Linked DNA regions of Anas platyrhynchos: region 2 is linked to region 1. The links are chromatin contacts, called in public Hi-C maps. All regions are on one chromosome and are shown on one strand. Each heading gives the region's core, a stretch centred on a gene start, on an enhancer-like site or on the middle of the called end of the contact. The rest is flanking DNA. Distances are from core to core; before and after follow the strand shown. Region 1 holds the start of PWP1 (PWP1 homolog, endonuclein). Region 2 holds the start of ABTB3 (ankyrin repeat and BTB domain containing 3).

Evidence for each region. A called contact is a pair of places that touch in the nucleus more often than the background predicts.
Region 2: a contact with region 1 is called in a Hi-C map of subcutaneous adipose tissue, with 4 times the contacts expected there. The contact joins the promoter of ABTB3 here to the promoter of PWP1 in region 1. A contact is called at or near these places in 2 of 8 Hi-C or Micro-C datasets (skeletal muscle and subcutaneous adipose tissue).

What each region holds. Positions count from the first base shown.
Region 1 is chr1:56,609,121-56,615,406 of IASCAAS_PekinDuck_T2T, reverse strand. PWP1 (PWP1 homolog, endonuclein) reads left to right here and starts at 1,595. Exons shown (of 16, transcript XM_027449914.3): 1 at 1,595-1,725; 2 at 1,865-1,923; 3 at 2,670-2,854; 4 at 3,295-3,380; 5 at 5,236-5,332; 6 at 5,896-6,006. The coding sequence starts at 1,660.
Region 2 is chr1:56,789,453-56,795,382 of IASCAAS_PekinDuck_T2T, reverse strand. ABTB3 (ankyrin repeat and BTB domain containing 3) reads left to right here and starts at 4,435. Exons shown (of 17, transcript XM_072038274.1): 1 at 4,435-5,695. The coding sequence starts at 4,687.

The sequences.
Region 1 (6,286 bases), core at 346-2,845:
TCCCTCCAGGCTATGCTGCCGTGTGCAAGCAGGGTATGTTGTCTCCCCTGACAAGATACTGCCCTATTGGGATCTGATCTTCCTTTGGTTTCCTCCGATTCATGCTCTTTATTTCAGAGCAATACCTAGGGAATGCAAACAGAGAATCAAAAGGTAACCTTGAGGACTTTTGTGGCTGCCCTTGGTGTTTCAAAGCCACTCATAAGCCCTTCTTTATGTCTGTCCAAAGTTAGAGGATTTCTTGATGTTGTGACTTCCCTTTTAGCTGTTCATCTCTGGGACTGCAACACATACTTTGCAGCTCATTTGAGAGAAGATTTATTTTTTTTTGAGTGTTAGTGTATCAATGCCTTTACCCTTGTCTCATCTGAAGAGGTGAGCTGAACCACAGCAACAAGCCTGCAGCATCACTTCTCTCAAAACACATAAAATTCCCTTTGTTTTCTTGCTTACAGCCCGTAGGATTTGTAGTATGAACCTTCTCATGGCCTTGTAGTACCTTCCAGCTGCCACATTAGAAACACTTACACTGTTTCTGACAGTTTCAAGATATTTCAAGGTCTCTGCAGAGCCCTGGACTCTGGAGCACCCTTTTTTTGCTAGTTTTCAAATAATTATTGGGACGCTTACTGGGACTGGTGGCTTCTGTATCTCTTCAGGTCTCCTTTCTCCTTCGCCCTTACTTAGCATGAAGGGTAATACTCTCCAAGCACCTTGACACATACCCTAAAAAAGAAGTTGATCCTTCCTTTCAGAGGAGACGTTTTTTTCCGACTGACCCTGCTCTTCTTCACTTGGTAAGCCCATGACAGAATAAAAGTTTACTCTGCTTAGCCAGGTACCTTCACCCAGGTGAACCATTATGATGAGACATGGATGAGAACTACCTGGCACTTGTCTCCTCAGGTAGGTTGGGATGGGTCATATGCCTCAAATTCTGCATAAGCGGATCCAGAATTAGGGACAGTGTTTTGGTTCTTTTCACTTTGGACAAGCAGACAGGCAGTAGGCTCTGCCACCAGAATAGGTGACTAAACTGAAACAGTGAAACTCGCTGCTGTCAAGTCTTGCCTTACTCTGCAGAGGTGCCTCGGGAGAAAATGAAATTCAGCTCTGCTCATTAGAGGCTAAGAAATGGGTCTGAGAGAGATTCCAGGCACAAAACAACTCCAGGGAGGTGGTGGAGTCACCGTCCCTGGGGGTGTTCAAGGCAAGGTTGGACGTGGTGCTTGGGGACATGGTCAGAGGGTGACATTGGCGGTAAGGGGATGGTTGGACCAGATGATCTTGGAGGGCTTTTCCAACCCTAATGATTCTGTGATTGAAAAGAGCAGCTATTCACTGGTAACTGCGGCTCTGTGAGGTGTTTCCGACCCATTTTCCCCCCTTTGTGGAGGCGCGTGTGTGCCCCCTCTGGGCTATGCTCCCGCTGCAGGGCGAGCCGGGCACCGACCAATTACCAAGACCCCTTCCCAGCCCCGCTAATTAACTCCCAACACCCCCCCACAGCCCCCTCCACACACACACCCCCCCCTCCCACCGCCCCTCCTCCCCGCCTCTGCCCCTCCCTTCCTAGGCGCGCAGCGATGACACCACCCACCCCTCCCTCCCCCCCCGTGACGGCACCGCCGCGCGCCGGGCCCCGCACGCGGCGCCGCCATGAGCTGCCCGGTGCCGTGCGCAGCCTGGGTGCGGCGCGGCGTTGCCAAGGAGACGCCGGACAAGGTGGGGGGGGGGAGCGGGGACAGGACCCCCTCAGCGCCCCCAAATCCCCTCGGTGTCCCCCAAATCCCCTCGGTGTCTCCCCTCACGGTCCCCTCGGTCCCTCCCGGTCCCTCTCTAACGGCCCCGTGTCCCCCCTCAGGTGCAGCTGAGCCGCGACGAGCTCCGGCGCCTCGTCGGGGAGGCCCGCGAACGGCTGAGGTGAGCTGGGGGGGTGGGGGGGGCACGGGGTTAACGCTGGGGTCAGCCTCGTTCATGGCTTTACGGGGGGTGGGTGAGGGGCTGAGTGCGCCCTCAGCGAGGGGGTGGCGCTCAGGCTTCAGTTTAGCATCCCTAATTGTATCCTTTCCAGTTCTGGCACTGCCAGGCAAAGTGCGTCCGCTGAACAGACAGATGATGCTTGCATTGGAAATCACAGGGTCACTGCGGTTGGAGGAGGCCTCCAGGATCACCAGGTCCAGCCACACGTGAGAGCCACCTTGGCTGGTTGCTGCCTGTGTGTGCAGGAGGGCAGCATGTGCTGCTCGGCAGTGTGCTGCACCAAGGGGCCTGGCGCAGCCCCATTAGGTCCTCAGTCCACGTCTGCTGTCCAATTCTGCTGGATTCCTTGCAAAAGTTTACAGAAACTGAATTATCCACAAGTAAATGCGAGAGAAAGTGATCTAGACACGCTTCAGTTTAGTTCCACCAAAGAAAACTTATGCCACGCTTTGTTAGGAAAATGTGTAAGATAAAACTTTCTCTGGCAACCTGAGAACAACAGTGTCTTTTATTTTGGGAAAAGACAGGAAAGGAATGAGTAGATCTCCTAATTATTGATATAAAGACTGGAGATTCACATGAACAGCCAGGACTGTGTGCTGAAATCTTGTTACCAGTCCGCTAAGCGATTTTCTGGAAGTGCTCAGTCTGTGTCGTTTCCTCAAGGGATGTCTGTCTTTGAACAGGGAGGATGCTGATGATAGCGATGAAGATGAGCAGGGCCAGACGGCAGATGGCATGGACGTTGCCGCTGCTGAAAGAGCTGAGTCTTCTCCTAAAAATGACGACCAGGAGGAAAACGCTGAAAAGCTGACTGACGATGAATTGGCTGAGTATGATTTGGATAAGTATGATGAAGAGGAAGACACAGGTAGGAGAAATTTCTGTATCAGATATGCATTGTAAATGAAGACCCTTTTTTTTCCACTTCCTGTGGTACATGAGGCATGGGTACCCTAAAACTACAGAGTGCTTTGTTTCAAGTGCTGGAAACTCACGTGTTGAATTATTTCCTCATCCCAGTTTAGGAAGTGATTTAGTGAGTGTAACAGTTTAGTGTCCTCCTCCCTGATGCTAGAACTGAGCGGCATTGGAAAGGCTGTCACTCCCCCTGCTGCAGTGCCAGAGCACTGCAGCCGGAGTCCCTGAAAGCACTAAGCAATGTAGCTTACCGAGGTTCTTCCTGTGTTTGGAACTTGGAAGTTCATTTAGCCCATTCCTGGTATTTCTGCAGTACAGGTACTGATACAAGAGTGTCTAACTCCACCTGTCGTTGACGCATGTAAGATATGTTCTGAAATTCCCATCTAGGTGATACAAAGCTGGGAGAGACTTTAGCTGGTCTGGCAGTGTATGGGAGCAATGATCAGGATCCTTACATCACTCTAAAAAGCACTGTAAGTACTATTCAAATGCTAAATATCTTAAACAGCATTAGCTTAGAATTCATTTAAGTCTAATTCTCTGCCAGACAGCCACGGGGTCTTAGGTGCTTGCAGCACATTTAAAAGGCTTGTCAGGTTTTTGCTCAGACAGAACTTTTTCCTTTTAAGGCTGCTTTGTGCCGTACCCTTTATGTGCACTTTTTACCTTTAAGTCAGATGTTAAGGCGAACTGGCTGATGATTTAGGACGTGTGCTTCTGTACATGGAGGTGGCTTGTCAGCTCTCTGATTGGACACACAAAGTGCTTGAAGAAATAACACATCTCAGTGTTATTTGAGACAACAAAGAGACAATACAATCTAGAGAGCTGCAGGGAGGGAGGGACTGTGATCATCTGAGGCAGGGGGATGGAGTAGGTGAATTTTTGAGACCTTTTACTAAGCATAAAGGTTCTGATTTTTTTCTGGTTGCTGTAGTTTCTGTACTATTTTAGATTCTTCACCAAGATTTAAAAATTAAAAGAGTAGCTGTAGGCTCATACCACAACATCCAGTTTGTTTGTAAGGGACCCTTGTCAAACGTGTGATCTCACACGAGACATTGTGGTGGCTTCATGTACCATAACAGAGCTCAGGGAGAAAGGCAAATGTGCATCTTTAAAACAAGTTCACCTGCTGTGTGCATTTTGGGGTGCTGTATGTTTTGTGTGTGTTCCATTGACTCATTAATGATTTTTCTTGATTGCATGTACCAGCAGAGAAGATAAATGCTTTGAAAGGGATTTTATAGTCAGTGATACCTGCACTGGGAGAATACGAGCTATGTGGGTCCTTTCCAACCTGGGATATTCTATGATCCTATTTATTCTGTGTCAGAAAAGCTGGCTTTCTTCCAGACAGAAAAAAGGGGAGCTCCCTTTTCTCAGCCCTCGATGCTCAAATCCTTTCCACGGCTTCTGAATGCTTTTTAGTACTCTCCAGCATGCAGCTTGTTATTGGTGTTTATTACCACCGCTGTTGAAGACCAAGCACTGCACAGCATTAACTTGACTAACTCAAAGCATTGCAATACCCAGTAGAATTCAAATATTGAAAAAATGCTTGGAGTGAATAAAAAAGAAGTTATTAAAAGCTTGCAACATAAAAGCCAAAAGGTCCTGTATGTGTTGTATATTTGAAGGGCGGTGGTCTGTGCAAGTTTACTGACTTTTATGTACAGTTTTTAGTTTTCCACTAACAAAAATTCCCGAAATGCCTTCCATTCCTCGGTAACAATGGAAATTGTATGGAGGCTACATCTGTTCTGGTGCAGCTCAGTGCCCAGTATAGCTGCAGGCAGTGCTTTTCTGGAAATATTTTCCAGAAAGTGGACAACACTGTAATGCTCTCGGAATTGCTTCCTGTGTGTGTGAAGAGCAGCCACAGTGTGCTTATTGTGTGAAACTGTGTTACATTACATAAATGCCCCAGGCTTGAGAGCCCAAGGGAAATAAGATACAAATGTGGGCCTCTGGTGGTGATTTTCTTTTCAGCAATGGGTTGCATCGTGGTAGCCTCAAGAGATGGTTTCATGTTTAGTAATTAAACATTTCTCTAAATCCAGCTAGGTCTGCATAAACGCTCCTTCAGCCTGCAGAACAGCTACTCAGTATCCCCACAATGGAGCCTGGTTCCTGCCTTTTTGCATATACCATCAAAAGATTATTTTTTTTTTTTTTGGGGTGGGTGGGCTGCAGGGTGCTGGTTTTTGAGTGTTTTCAGCTCTGGTTAGAAAACATTACTGATTCAGCCTTTTGTACTTGTGCAGTCGTGTGTGTGTGTGTACGTGCCTTGCTAACGTCTGTTGTCCTGTCCTTTTCACTGTTCAGGATCAATATGAACAGGAAGACTTTTTGATTAAATCCAGTGACAATCTTGTCCTTTGTGGCAGAGTTGATAAAGACTACTGTAGTTTGGAGGTCCATGGTAAGTAACAGGATTTGTTCCTTACAACGAAGCTAGGAAATAGGTTTTGCCTAGCCTGTTTGTTCCATATGGCTGTGTAGAACAAGGAGTGGGGGTTGTTTTTTGGAGTCTTCAGCTTCCTACTGTGTGAAAACTGTCTTTTACCCTGATTTCCCCTGTGACTGAATCTAGACTTATTTCTTTTTTTAATTATTGATTCTGTAAAATTAATGTTTAAACCATCGTTAAAGTCTCTTCATGTAGAAAATGTGTGAGTACAGAGTATTTATTTTGAAGTGATTCTTATAAAGTAGTATGGAAAGCTAGGAACAAACTTTAAATTTTGCTGAACTTGTCACTTCCGTATCTCAAGTACGCAGGAGAATGTTAGTTCGTTAGGTATAATTTTGTGATCCATAACGTAAGTATTTGGAGGCTCTGGCCTTTACGTTGAAACTCTGAACCCATTGCAGATTTGCATTCCAGATCACCTTGGGAGTTTAGTATTTGCCACATCTTCCTTCTATAGAGTTGTGTGGTTTTCCTCTTCATTTATGTCATGTATATCTCTAATTCTTTTCCAGTTTATAATCACGAAGAAGACTCATTTTATGTACATCATGATATTATCTTGCCTGCGTACCCTCTAAGTTTGGAGTGGTTGAATTTTGATCCTAATCCTGATGAATCACCAGGTAAATGACAAAGGATACTGAAATTGTCAAGTAAGAGTACTTCTACTTGAAAAGTATGTTACTGTCATGTTGTCACTAGGTAGTTTTCTCCAGTGGGACTAAGAAATAAACCCAAGATGCTAAGAGGGAAAAACTGTATAACAGTTTTAATCTTGGTGCTGCTGGCATAACAAGTCATGTGACTAAAATATTGGTTTAATTAGAAATAGTTATTGTTAATTAGCAGACCAAAACAAGCTCTTCTCTAGTCTGTTATTATTATTTTTTTTACATTTGTAAA
Region 2 (5,930 bases), core at 3,186-5,685, 180 kb before region 1:
CCTTTCCCTGTCTCTGTGCTCAGGGAAGCCTGCTAGTCCTGTTTCTTTTAGTTCTGATCAAAACATAGCATGTAAGTATATTCTTACTGCACATAAAGCATGCAAACACTGCTGTGCTTTTGGGGAGTGTAGTGACATTATGGGAAGCTGCTGGCTGGAGGATAACTCCATGTGTATCCTGCTTGGCTCTCTATGCTTTGAGTGCTGCCTAAAAGAAAGTAACGTAGAGATGTCTGCCCTGTCCACTAACAAAGGTTGGGAGCATCTTTTTATTCCTTACATTTGTAGGTCAGATGCTAGGAAGGCTGTTCCTAGCAGCACTGCGACTGAAACAGACCATCCAGGGAAGCTGTAGAGTCTTCATCATGTGTGGTTTGGGGGAAAGAAGAGACAAATCTGTCAAGAGGTGTGTAGAGGTTGCAGTTGATCCTTCCTAAGTACTAGGACACCTTGTAAGGACAGTAAGCATGGCTGTGTTGGCCGTGCAGACCTCGGAACCAAGCTGGTGAGCTGGCGGTAGTGCTCTCCCCTGGTGGGGGAGTGAGGGCTGCAACCAAACGGCTGCCTTGGGGGCTTTGGCTCTGTCTCTGCATTGCTGTGTCTCTTCTCTCGCAGCTGCCAGCTACAGAGCCATGAGGAACCAAGTGATCACAAAGTGCTCCTTCCCCTGGCATAATCTCACCACTTCTGGCAAACCACTGTTGAGAAACTTCCAGAGATGGGAAGACTGCATGTGCATCATTGTGATCAATAGCTACCAGTGGTCTTAGCCTCCAGAAAATTTTCAGATCTCTCTGAATTCATTTATGGTTTTGGCATCCAAAACGTACCACAGACACGGTCTGCATGGTTTTATCTATGATTTGGTTTTGGCTGGCAGTTTCTCCAAGTGTCCCCAGTTAGCAGCTTCTCAGAAATCCTGCGGAATCGCTCTCCTCCCAGCCAGGCACGGGTTTCTACACCCCCACCACGCTCCCTTCTCAGCACACAGGGGCATGGGCATGGCAGGAAGAAAGTTGGCAGGGCTTTGAGCTCAATGGGATGTAGGAGCTGTTGCTTTTGCAGAGCAGAAGAGTGCAGCTGGGCTGGGCAGTCCTTTGACTGAGTCCCAGTGAGCTGGTGGCCTTGTCGTGCCACCCACCCCTGCTCATTTTGGTGCTGCACGTGGTCAAGAAGCAGCACCAGGAGTCTCCTCCACGAGCCCTCTTGTCTGAACGCTTGGCAGCTCTTACCCAAAGGCCTTGGGGGATGATGCTACCTGTGATGGCAGCGCTCCTTTCCTTCCAATCTCTCCATCTGTGACGGGTGGCTTTGTGCAGGCTGCAGGCAAGCTGCAGCCCCAGAGGCTGCTTTGCCAGGGAGGTGCATTTCACACATGCTTTGCAGGTACAGGATCACAGCCTGGCTTTGTAAACGAACCCCCTGTGATCAGAAACATGAGCGCCAGGACATCCCCAGCAACACAAGCCAGGCCCTGGTGCGGCCTGCTGCTTGCTGCTGCCAGCCCGAGATAGAGCTGCGAGATACTGCGAGTGCTGCTTTTGATCTGAGCTGTTATGACGTGGCAGCGCGTTGAATTTTGGAGTACAATAACCGAGTGGCCTGATCCCAGGCACATTCCTGCTCCGCCTGCCAGCGTGCTTGCAGTCGGGCTTGGCCCTGCGGCTCTCACCAAGGTGCCATTTGCAGGCAGTTCGCTGGGTGGGGAAGGAAAGGCAAAGAGCTGTGGCACTTCTTGCTCTCCCCACGCAATCTCTAATTTCCCCATTCGCTTCAACTTGCCCTGAGCACCTTTTTAAAGTGTGTTTCAATTTACCTCTTTCAGAGCTTTGGCTGGCACTTATCATCCTCTGAGGGTGCTTAATCAGCTCCTGTCTGAATCCCCAGCTCTGTCAGGATAACTAATGTCCAGGTCTCCAACTAGCTGAAAATTGCCGTCCCCCCTCCCCGAGCATGTGACATATAAAGGGACTCTGTTTTCTTCAGTGGATGTTTTTGTCTGGTAGGCAAATGACCCCAGCTGGCTCGCACAGTAGGGTATGGCTGCAGACACCTGCCCGCCTGCCCAGGGCAGGGGAGGTGTGGTGCGTTTTTGGGATGAAAGCTGAGGGCTGTTGACCCCATGGGGAAGTGCTCTTGTCGCAGAGGCGTGTTTCCCTCCAAACCGTTTGATCCCATCTTCTCCCAGGGCAGTTTCCAGAACAAAGTCACCCTGTCTCAGGAGCGCTGTCAGATGTCCTTCCAAACCATGCCGAAGCTCGCTGCGGGCTGCAGCAGCCAAGCAGGCCGCACCTGGGGAAGGCAAGGACCTCCAGGCACCCAAAGATAGCTGGAGATCCAGAACGGCTGCCCTGCACTGATCTGAGCGTGTGGTGAGAAGGTAATTAGTCGTCCCGAAGAAATGAGTCAGGTCTCTCTGCTCCTTAGGAAAGCACGAACCAGCCCGGCGCTGACACGCGCTTGGTGCGTCCGGGCGTCGCGACTTTTTCCAGGCTGGTGGCATGACATGGGAGGTGATAGGGATCTCGCTACAAGGACAAAATCTCTAGTGAGGCCCAATATCTTGCTTTCCGCATTAAAATGAAAAGAAAAACTCTCTGTAGTTAGTAGCCAGGAGATCTTTTGAAGTACGCGCTGACTCTGAGTCAGTGCCATAAATGCCCGAGTCTACACGCAGCCTGAGACAGCTGCCCTCTTCTCACTTGTCCTATTTGTCTAGATGTGTGGGTAATGATGTAGCCTAAAAACAGTGCCTCAAAGGTCAACATCAACCCTTTTACAAGGGTGGTGAACAAGTCGCCCCCCTCATTTGTTCAGCCCACCCTTCCTGGGTGCACGCCGTGAAGCACAACCCACCATCTGCTACAAAACTCCCCCAAACTTGGGATTCCCCTAATTTTCACCTCCTGTTGCCTGCGGTCAGCGCAGAGCCACGGTGCTTCCTGGAAGCGTAGGGACAAGGTCAGGTGGGTGGCATTTGTCAGAAAAATACCCAACACGAGGTGTTTGGGCCTGGAGATGCACCCGTTCTCCCACTGAACTGAGAGCTGGAGGATTTCCCTGAGCAGCCTGGAAGCCGAGCAGGCTCCGCACTGAAGGGCTGAGGACAGCAGAGGGCTCTGCTGCGAGATGTTGGTCTGGACAGCCACGAAGTCCGCATGATTGTGCTCTCAAGGCACGCTCCCCAGTTTGATGGTCCCCCCGCTCTGTCAGCGGGGGCCTGAGCATCTTCTTTGCAGGCTGCCAGCGGCTGTCGTTGGGGTTGCTCCTGTCCTGAGCCCTGCTACCTTCTGTGACCACCGCTGAGCTTACGATGCCCGTGTATTCCCATAAAAAATCAGCTTTTTGCAGCGTGTCTGGTGGAACCGCCAAGCTTACGCTCACAAACCGGTTTCCGACAGCACTTGACCCGCTGGGGAAGGCAACCCCTCAGTGTTTTTGGCCGTGCCGTAGCTTTCCCCAGCCCGCCCGACAAATTAGCCTACCTAGAGCTGCATTTGTGCCTTTCCTGTAGGAAGTTTACGTTGAAGGCACGCCAGGCTGTGCTCCCTGGGTCGGGCACCGCTCCGGCACGCCGTGCCTCGTCTGCTGGGGAATTTTGGCCAGCTCTGCTGGCACGATAACGCGTTTGCTGGGCTCTTGTACTTGAAGGGATGGGATTTCTGCCGGTGTTTTATGCTTAAAAGGATACAGCATTTTGTCAACACTGAATGCAGTATGCACCCTCCCAGCCTGTTGCCTGGGCTGTCAGCCAGGCAGTTCCCAATAGCGCCGAGGCAGGCAACGTAGGGTTGGAATAAGTTAGCTGGGGAGAGGTGGTCTGTGTGTCGCACGGGGAACCCGAAAGCGTGCAGGAAACACAACAGGAATCCTAAAAGAGATCTTACTTCCCCAAGCCTCGATGAGGGTTAACTTCCAGGTTTTGTAATTTCAAGGCTTGGTAGCGTTGAGGTTTGAAGATGTCGAGGTTTGAAAATTGCAAGATTTTGCTGTGTCAAAGCAAGAAAACAGCGAGATTTTTGCTCTTTTTGTGATTTCAAGATCGGAAAACATCAAGATTGGAACACAGCGAGATTTTCTGCTTCCCAGATTTTTGGAACTTCACCATTTTGCCATGTCGAGATTTTTTTAATTTCACAATTTCCTAATTTCCAGGCTCAGAAACGCGCAGATTTCCCAATTTTAGGCTTCCCTAAGGGCTCTTCTCTCCCTCCCTCACCCCCCGGCGCTCCCCGTTCCCCCCCCCATGCCCCCACCCCCCGGGCCGTGCCCCGCCGCCGGTGCGCGCCCAGCACCGCGCAGCGCCGGGGGGCGGAGCCTGGCGGCGGGCGGCGCGTCCCCATTGGCCGAAGCGCTCTGGGTATTTTGCATACCCTCCTCCTCCGCGCGCCTCATTGGCCGCGGCGCTCGAGGGTCATTTGCATGTCCCCGCCCACCCCGCGCCGCGGCGCAGTGCAGGAGCCGGGCCGGGAGCGGGGCCGGCAGCAGGCAGCGGGCGGCTCCGGCGGTGCGCGGCCAAGGGGAGCGGGGCTGCACGGCTCGGCTCAGCCCAGCTCGGCTCGTCTCGGCTCGGCTCGGCTCGGCTCAGCACGGCTCGGCCCAGCCCAGCGGGGCTGCCCCCTCCCCGTCCCCAGCTTTTCCTCCGCTCCGTGCCCGGGCGCCTTGGGTGCAGCATGAAGTGCGGCGATGGCCCGGAGGGGTAAGACGGCGGTGAGGACGCTGGAAGACCTGACGCTGGACTCCGGCTATGGTGGCGCGGCGGACTCGGTGCGCTCGTCCAACTTGTCGCTGTGCTGCTCGGATTCGCACCCCACGTACCCCTATGGAGGCAGCTGCTGGCCGCCCCTAGCTGGCTCCATGCACAGTCGCCACAACAGCTTCGACACCGTCAACACCGTCCTAGCGGAAGACTCGGAGGTGCTGGACTGCGCGGGGCAGCAGTGCGCCCGGCTCCTGCCCGACCTCGAGGAGGTCCCCTGGAGCCTGGAGGAGGTGGAGGCGCTGCTGCTGCCGCCGCCGCCCCGCCGGGAGCCGCGGCCGCCGGGCGGTGCCGGTGTCGCTGCCGGTGGTGTCGGTGGTGTCACCAGCGGCGTCGGTGCCGGCAACCGGGATGCGGCGGCGCGGCTGTCCACGCTGGTGAGCCGGGCGCTGGTGCGCATCGCCCGGGAGGCGCAGCGCCTGAGCCTCCGCTTCGCCAAGTGCACCAAGCACGAGGTGCGCAGCGCCATGGAGATCGTGCTGGGCTGGACGCTGGCCGCCCGCTGCACGGCGGCGGCTCTGGGCGCCCTGTCCCTCTACAACATGAGCGGCAGCGGCGGCGACCGCTTCAGCCGGGGCAAATCGGCCCGCTGCGGGCTCGCCTTCTCCGTGGGCAAGTTCTACCGCTGGATGGTGGACAGCCGAGTGGCCCTGCGCATCCACGAGCACGCCGCCATCTACCTCACGGCCGGCACCGAGAGCCTCTTCCGAGACATCCACGCCAGGGTGCTGGCCGGACACCCCGCCGCCCCCCTACCGCCCCCCGGCCGCCCCCCGGCCGACAAGGAGAAGGAGAAGGACAAGGAGAAGGAGAAGGAGGGCGCCGAGGGGCCGCGCTTCACCCTCGAGGCGCTGGAGCAGACGGTCAACAACGACCCCGAGCTGTGGGGCTTGCTGCAGCCCTACCAGCACCTCATCTGCGGCAAGAACGCCAGCGGTGAGTGCCCGGCCCCCCGGGGTCCCCCCTGCGCCCCCCGGCTCGGCTGGGGACCCCCCGACGGCGAGGGGTGTCCCCACGGGGGTTGCAGCTCCGGGGGTCGCCCCACACCCTTTCCTTTCTTCTTTCAGCCCACCCCCCGGTGGGTGGGTGCGCATCCCCGGGGGGCTGCCCGAGTGGGGTTTGTCGGGGGGCACCCACCCCGCAGAGCTTTGGTTGCCCCCTCCCCACTGAA